2 separate regions of the Zea mays genome follow, and region 2 is linked to region 1. The links are chromatin contacts, called in public Hi-C maps. All regions are on one chromosome and are shown on one strand. Each heading gives the region's core, a stretch centred on a gene start, on an enhancer-like site or on the middle of the called end of the contact. The rest is flanking DNA. Distances are from core to core; before and after follow the strand shown. Region 1 holds the start of LOC100279254 (Protein RTF1-like protein). Region 2 holds the start of LOC103650586 (protein STABILIZED1).

Region 1 (3,682 bases), core at 134-2,633:
CACACAACATTGAGATATTTGCATGTCGAGTAGCTTTCCAGTTTGTAATTCCGGTCTGGATCGCTTGCATCCACGTTCCTCACTATGCACAGCCTGTACCTCGGGGTCCCATTCTTTGTCTGGCCAATACCTAGCCGCACAAAACACCCAGAAATTAGATCATCAAAGAACGGCTCCATGAACCATTTCACCAGCTTTGACCTCCTGAGGGTAATACTCTTCACGTCATCAAACTTGAGTGGATCAAGCCTACTCGGCGACTCATCAAATTCGTCATCCCTGCTATCGTCAGCGATCCTCCCATGGTCATTAGGCCTCCCCCTGCCATCCCCATCGTTGCTCCCATCACTTGGAGGGCTCCCAGCCCTGCGCCTAGTTGGTGAGCCACTACGTGGGAGCAGGTCCGTGAACCTGCGTGCCTCCGGAGCCTGTTGCCGCATCCGCTGCTTTGCCCGCAGCTCGTCCAACGCGCTCTTAGCTGCGGACCCAGACTTGTCAGCTCGGGTTGAAGACCGCATCCGGCTGGGCGGCGGGGGTGGACTGCTATCCTTCCGTGCGCCCACCTTGTCCGTCTTGGACGAGGACGCTCGTGCCCGCTGCTTGAGCTTGTAATCATCGAGGCGGGTGCCCCGATCAGCCAGGATCATCTCCCTTTGCAGCTCAGACATGTTCTCCAGACGCTCCTTGTCGTCCTCATCCTTGTATAGGTCACTCCCCACCGAAGGGGCGCTGTCCGAGTCCTCCCCGCCACTGCGACGCCCGTCTTCGTCCTCGTCGTCCTCGTCCTTCCACCCGCCACTGCCACGCCGGCCGCCCTGCTCTGGCTGGTGCCGCTTCTTGAGCGGAACCTGCGACGAAGGCTTCTTCCTCGAGTAGGTCGGCGCGGCGTCCGAGTCGTCGTCGTCGAAGCCGTCGGAGCCGCTTCCCCCAGAGTTCCACCGCGGGTTGCTCGGCCGGGAGTGGTTCTTCCCCGTCCGGCCGGCTGCCTGCAGAAGCAGATCATCTAGGTTCGACTTCGACATGGCGAAGCCCGAACCTCCTCCTCCTCGTGCAATCCCTACACAACCAAAACAACCCCATGACAAAAGATCCTTCCACACCTCCGAAAACCTAGATAAAACAGGAACCGTCGGTCCATCCTGGATCTGTGGGAGGAACCACAGCTCGCAGCAGCTCCGAGGAGGATGAATAGGACACGCACCTGGAGAAGAGGCTACAGAGGTGCCGGTCGGCGCAGGTAACGATGACGGCTCAATGCGGGGTATACTGGCGAAGGCGGCGCGGTTGATCGACGGGACGGAGAAGCCGCCAGAAGAGAAGAGGAGATGGTTGCGCCGGCCCTAGCCGCGTCGAAGTGGAAGAAGACGACGATTATGAGATCGGGGTGGGCCGTGAGGGCATTGTTGGTCTGGTCTGCTATATACATGTGCCCCGCAGGCCGCACGCAGCCTGTGGCTCAGCACGACATCCGTTTTTTTTTTTTTTTTGAAACACGATCGTGGCATGGCAGCACAGCCCGACAGAGTAGATTTTGCATGCTACTAGTACTGTCAAGTGTCAACTAATTTAGCTTGTTCCGTTTAGAGATGGCAATAGGTACCCGTGACCCAATACTCGATGTATATTTATTTTATTAATATATATACTAAATATTCTATCTATGTGTTACTTATTTGACAAAAACTTTTACCTAACAGGTAAATAGGTTTTAGAACATTCCACTGTCATATCCGTTAACCCGTGGGTATAGAATAACCAGTATAAACTTGGTCAAAAACATGAACTTGGGTTACGGTCATCCATCTTTTATTTTTGACTATTTAACAATCTTTTGATCAATAGTATCATGGAGGCTTAACAACCTTTTATTTTTGACTATTTAACAATCTTTTGATCAATAGTATCATGGAGGCTTAACAACTATTTGACGACCATGTCATGAAACATGTATTGTGTTATGTGGTATTATCTTAGTGTTGCTACTTTATCTAATTACTGGTAGTGATGTTGAATGGATGATTGAATAATGCTAGACTTTTTGTAATAGTATTTAGATGGATATACTTGATATTTGTACAATGTATTTATATATTTGCTACTTTTACATACTATATTTAGGCGTGGGATCCGAGCCTTGTTTCTTATATAATACTATTTCTATAACAAATGCATTAGTGAAAGAGTCTCTAGCCGAGTTAGGTGGTTTGAGTAGCACTACTCAGGTTCTAAGTTTAATTTTTAATAGAAACGAATTTTAGGCTATAGTTAAAAAAATCACGTTAAAATAGCTGTTCGTTGTTTTTTATTTGGACCTTGCAATTGTATTAGGTGCATCAATATGCGTCGTGAGAACTAAGGCTATTTTTAGCATCCTCCTTATCTTATTTTAAATTTCAAACACCATTCTGTAAATAGTGTATCTACATTGTAAAACAATGTTTCGTGTTTTGTACGCTTATATGTCCGCGATTGTTGAAGATGGCCTAAGTTTGAAGTCTAGATATAATGTATATGATCTAGACATCATTGTACAAATTAAAGGTACTGAACTCGAGGAGTATTTAAGTTTGAAGTCTCTGAATTCGTTGGTCGGCATGTTCAGACAGACTGCCTCCGGCGTTTGTTGCAGACTTGCAGTACTAGCTTGGCTGCTTAAGGGCGACGTGAATCCTTCGGACAGCAATGGGGTGCATTCTTCTTGCTGTGGATCAGAGTTAGCCGTTGATGGCTCTGCGGGAACTGAATGGCCAAAAGAGTCATATGCATTTTTAATATAAACCAAAGTGTTTGGCATCACAGGGCATTTGGTCTAGTGGTATGATTCTCGCTTAGGGTGCGAGAGGTCCCGAGTTCAATTCTCGGAATGCCCCTCTCTTTTGATTCCTTTTTTTAAATTTCACAGCAACTTCCCTATTTTATTAATTGGCGAATTCTATTTTGATTCCTTTTTTAAAATTTCACAGCAACTTCGCTATTTTAATTGGCGAATTCAGTATCAGTCATTACCATCCATCCCTATTTTCCAAGAGTTTTATTCCAATCTTTTTCCCCGCCGCAGCCAGCAGCAAAATTCTACACCAGTTCAGAATCAGTCATTGGCATCCATCTCTATTTTCCAAGAGTATCCGTCGTCATTACCATCCATCTCTATGCTCCAAGAGGAAATTAAAAACACACATACACACACAAGATGGAATCGAATTTGATCCATTCTTGCAATTGCAAAGCGTAAGCTTGATAGCCTGCATCACAATTTCCTACAAGAACATAGCATCGCGTGTCTGTTACAGCTGTTCTACCGGCTGAAGAAAATTCCAAACGAACAGGCTGAGTTGGCTTCATCAAATCTGGTTTAGACCTACTCCTATGAGCGTGTTTGGGAGAAGGGGAACGAGCCATAAATGAGATGAGAGTACATCTCACAATTCAAATCCGAGAAGCAAGGCACGCGCAAATCAAAATCCGCACTTCAACACCATGCTTGGTTTTGAATAACTGCATACTATTTCCTACTAGTACAAAATCACATACAAAAGCTTTCATGCTGTTTCTTTGATGTGCACGGTAGGGGAACACAAATGTCGTTATGCTGATACAAAATAAGGCAAACCAAAATGTTTGAGCTCGGAACATCTAATTTTACAATGGCTGAGAGGCAAACTGATCACTGAATCCATATCTA
Region 2 (3,857 bases), core at 256-2,755, 230 kb after region 1:
CAATGAACTCAATGTTATTCAGAACACTATTGAAGGAACATTTAGATACTCTCCCATCACATTATCCGACCAACAAATACTTCTCAACAGCAGAAAAGTATGATTTCTCCTCCTTGTGGCACCCAAACAAATAACAAACGGAAATAAATTCCATCTTTGTTTCCTTCTTTTTTCCTAACTACTTCTTCCGTTTCGTTTTAGTTGTCGCTGAATAGTACAAAACTGAACTATTCAGCGACAATAAAAAAACAGAGAAAGTACTTCTATGATATTTCTGAAGCTATCATCTCATGGGAATTGATCTAAAATTTAAGTCAGCACTTCTGCAATATTATTTTGAAGAATGCCTTGGGTCATCTAAAACACCAATATAATCCTTTGTCAAAAGGAGTTAACTGATCCTATCTTAAGGCCCCTTGTTCGCCCAGGGGCACCGCCTAAGGGAGTGTTTGGTTACACCCCGCTAAAATTTAGCTCCTGTCCCATCGAATGTTTGAACCTCCGTTCCGGGTATTAAATGTAGTCGGATTATAAAACTAATTTGTCAGCCGAAGATTAAAAGACGAGACGAATCTAGTCCAGTTGGTTGGGTCTATATTTCATACTCCTATTTAAAAGTCAAACGTTTGATGTGACCCGAGCTAAACTTTAGCAGGAGCAACCAAACACCCCATAAGAGAGACGACAAATCAAGTGCCAGACTGTGGAGAAGTTCATGTACAGAAACAAGTTTAAGCACGAAGTCATAAAAAATACTAATAGCAAGGAATTGTGTAAAAGGAACACAGGCCAATGACATACAAGCATGCAGCTCCATTTTTGGCTTCATTAGTCTCAGATTGCAACAAAATTTCTGAGTCAGTTTCGGACACAATAGAATAACCTGTAGTTTCTTTGTAACTGAATGGAAAATGGGATCCACCATCAGAAAACACACACTTAAGCATAGTACACAGTGGAAGTAAAGATATTTCATCAACTTACAAAAATCATCTGAATCTTCTTGGTCATCATCCAGAGAAAGCAACTTCTACAGGTTAAAATAAAAATTATTTAGAAGAAAATGACATCATAAGATATTTTACATTATCATAATTTATGCAGGAGATAAACCAAAGCAATCTAGACGCAACGGAATAAAGCCCCGAAAAATTTACAAATATGTTACTTGGAACTCACCTTGAAGTTGCTCCAACAGCTTCTCGCCCTTTAGAGTTTGATGAAGACTTTTTTGTCCAAATCAACTACTTAGCTTCTCCCCGTTTAGTGTTTGATATGCTGCATTAAAATATATGGCACGATTAAATTATGAATATTTAAGTACTCTCATGGTTAAGTACACTTCGTTTTTCTGGATACTTCATGGACTTATGAAACTGCTCGTTGTTTACATCATGAATGTTTAAGCTACTTTTATGGTAGTGTTATGCAGCTTCGTTGTTCACATGGCGCAAGAAGGATTGGGTCTCAGCTAATTCGTCTCCTCGAAAACTATAGCTCAAACAATCAAGGCCTCACTTTAACACACAGCTTCCATAGTTCAGCTCCAGCCACACATCTCACCGCCTCTCCACAGTCGCCACCGCCTCAATAATACTTCTTCCTCAAGAAAACAATCCCGTAATCCACACTCATCGCTAACGACTCACACAAATCGAATCTGGAAATTCTTCCCCCAATCCGTCCCAAACTCGCCTCCTCACGGCCGCCGCCGCCGCCGCCGCCGCCGCTGCTCGGTAATCCCTCATCCTCCCCACCTGTCCGCTCGTCAGCGTCATGTCCGGCACCACCCCGACCCCTACACCTACACCGACGCCGCTACCGCCGCCGCCGCCGCCGCCGCCAGCCGCTCGCCCCGCACGGTACGACTTCCTCAACTCCAAGCCACCGCCCAACTACGTCGCGGGGCTCGGCCGTGGCGCCACCGGCTTCACCACCCGCTCGGATATCGGACCGGCCCGCGCCGCACCCGACCTACCCGACCGCTCCGCCTCCGCCGCCGCCGCCGGTCCCGCCGTCGGCCGGGGCCGCGGGAAGCCTCCCGGCGAGGATGACGGCGACGACGACGGCGGCGACGAGGAGAAGGGCTACGACGAAAACCAGAAGTTCGACGAGTTCGAGGGCAACGACGCCGGCCTCTTCTCCAACGCCGACTACGACGACGACGACCGCGAGGCGGATGCGGTGTGGGAGAGCATCGACCAGAGGATGGACTCGCGCCGCAAGGACCGCCGCGAGGCGCGCCTCAAGCAGGAGATTGAGAAGTACCGCGCGTCAAACCCTAAGATCACCGAGCAGTTTGCTGATCTCAAGAGGAAGCTGGCCGATCTGTCCGCGCAGGAATGGGAGAGCATACCGGAGATTGGGGACTACTCGCTGCGCAACAAGAAGAAGCGGTTTGAGAGCTTCGTGCCCGTGCCGGACACCCTGCTTGAGAAGGCCCGGCAGGAGCAGGAGCATGTCACAGCACTTGACCCTAAGAGCCGTGCGGCTGGTGGCACAGAGACGCCATGGGCGCAGACTCCTGTTACCGATTTGACAGCTGTGGGCGAGGGTCGTGGCACTGTGCTCTCGCTCAAGTTAGATAGGCTGTCAGATTCAGTTTCTGGGCTCACTGTAGTCGATCCCAAGGGGTATTTGACAGACCTGAAAAGTATGAAGATTACTAGTGATGCTGAGATTTCTGACATCAAGAAGGCACGGCTATTGCTCAAGTCGGTGACACAGACGAACCCTAAACATCCACCTGGTTGGATTGCCGCTGCTAGGCTCGAAGAGATTGCTGGCAAGCTTCAGGTTGCTCGGCAGCTCATCCAGCGTGGTTGTGAGGAGTGCCCCAAGAACGAAGATGTTTGGCTTGAGGCATGCCGTTTGGCCAGTCCAGATGAGGCAAAGGCTGTAATTGCCCGTGGCGTGATGTCAATTCCAAATTCTGTGAAGCTATGGTTGCAGGCAGCAAAACTGGAGGGTAGTGATCTGAATAAGAGTAGGGTTTTGAGGAAAGGGCTGGAGCACATTCCTGATTCAGTCCGGCTATGGAAGGCTGTAGTTGAGCTTGCAAATGAAGAGGATGCAAGGCTGTTGCTTCACAGGGCTGTGGAGTGTTGCCCGTTGCATGTTGAGCTTTGGCTTGCCCTTGCAAGGCTGGAGACCTATGACCAAGCAAGGAAAGTACTTAACAAGGCGAGGGAGAAGCTCCCCAAGGAGCCTGCCATTTGGATTACAGCTGCGAAGCTAGAGGAGGCTAATGGGAACACACAATCTGTTAACAAGGTGATTGAGAGAGGTATTAGGTCTCTTCAGAGAGAAGGAATGGATATTGATAGGGAAGCATGGTTAAAGGAAGCAGAAGCCGCAGAACGTGCTGGGTCTGTTTTAACTTGCCAGGCTATTGTGAAGAACACTGTAGGCATTGGTGTTGATGATGAGGATCGGAAGCGTACATGGGTTGCTGATGCTGAGGAATGCAAGAAGCGCGGTTCAATTGAGACAGCGCGTGCTATCTATGCACATGCGCTTACTGTGTTCCTTACTAAGAAGAGTATTTGGCTGAAAGCAGCTCAGCTTGAGAAGAGCCACGGGACTAGGGAGTCACTTGATGCTCTCCTCAAGAAGGCTGTGAATTACAATCCACGAGCTGAGGTATTGTGGCTTATGGCTGCCAAGGAGAAATGGTTGGCTGGGGATGTGCCTGCAGCTCGTGCCATTCTTCAGGAAGCTTATGCTGCTATCCCCAATTCAGAAGAGATCTGGCTGGCCGCATTCAAGCTCGAGTTTGAGAACAATGAGCCAGAGAGAGCAAGAATGCTCTTGGCCAAGGCCAGGGAAAGAGGAGGGACAGAGAGGGTCTGGATGAA

What was found. Hi-C and Micro-C count contacts between places; a contact is called where the count stands out from the background.
Region 2: a Hi-C map of ear shows a contact between it and region 1, with 2.3 times the contacts expected there. The contact joins the promoter of LOC103650586 here to the promoter of LOC100279254 in region 1. A contact is called at or near these places in 2 of 25 Hi-C or Micro-C datasets (ear and tassel).

The regions. Positions count from the first base shown.
Region 1 is chr3:134,798,999-134,802,680 of Zm-B73-REFERENCE-NAM-5.0, forward strand. LOC100279254 (Protein RTF1-like protein) reads right to left here and starts at 1,384. Exons shown (of 2, transcript NM_001152275.1): 1 at 1,202-1,384; 2 at 1-1,057. The coding sequence starts at 1,022. It overlaps TRNAP-AGG (transfer RNA proline (anticodon AGG)), which reads left to right and starts at 2,799; the gene lies at 2,799-2,870. It also overlaps a transcript of LOC100272333 not described here.
Region 2 is chr3:135,032,365-135,036,221 of Zm-B73-REFERENCE-NAM-5.0, forward strand. It overlaps LOC103650586 (protein STABILIZED1), which reads left to right and starts at 1,506. Exons shown (of 2, transcript XM_020550312.2): 1 at 1,506-3,857. The coding sequence starts at 1,777. LOC103650587 (a long non-coding RNA gene) reads right to left here and starts at 1,273. Exons shown (of 2, transcript XR_002268414.1): 1 at 1,180-1,273; 2 at 731-1,030.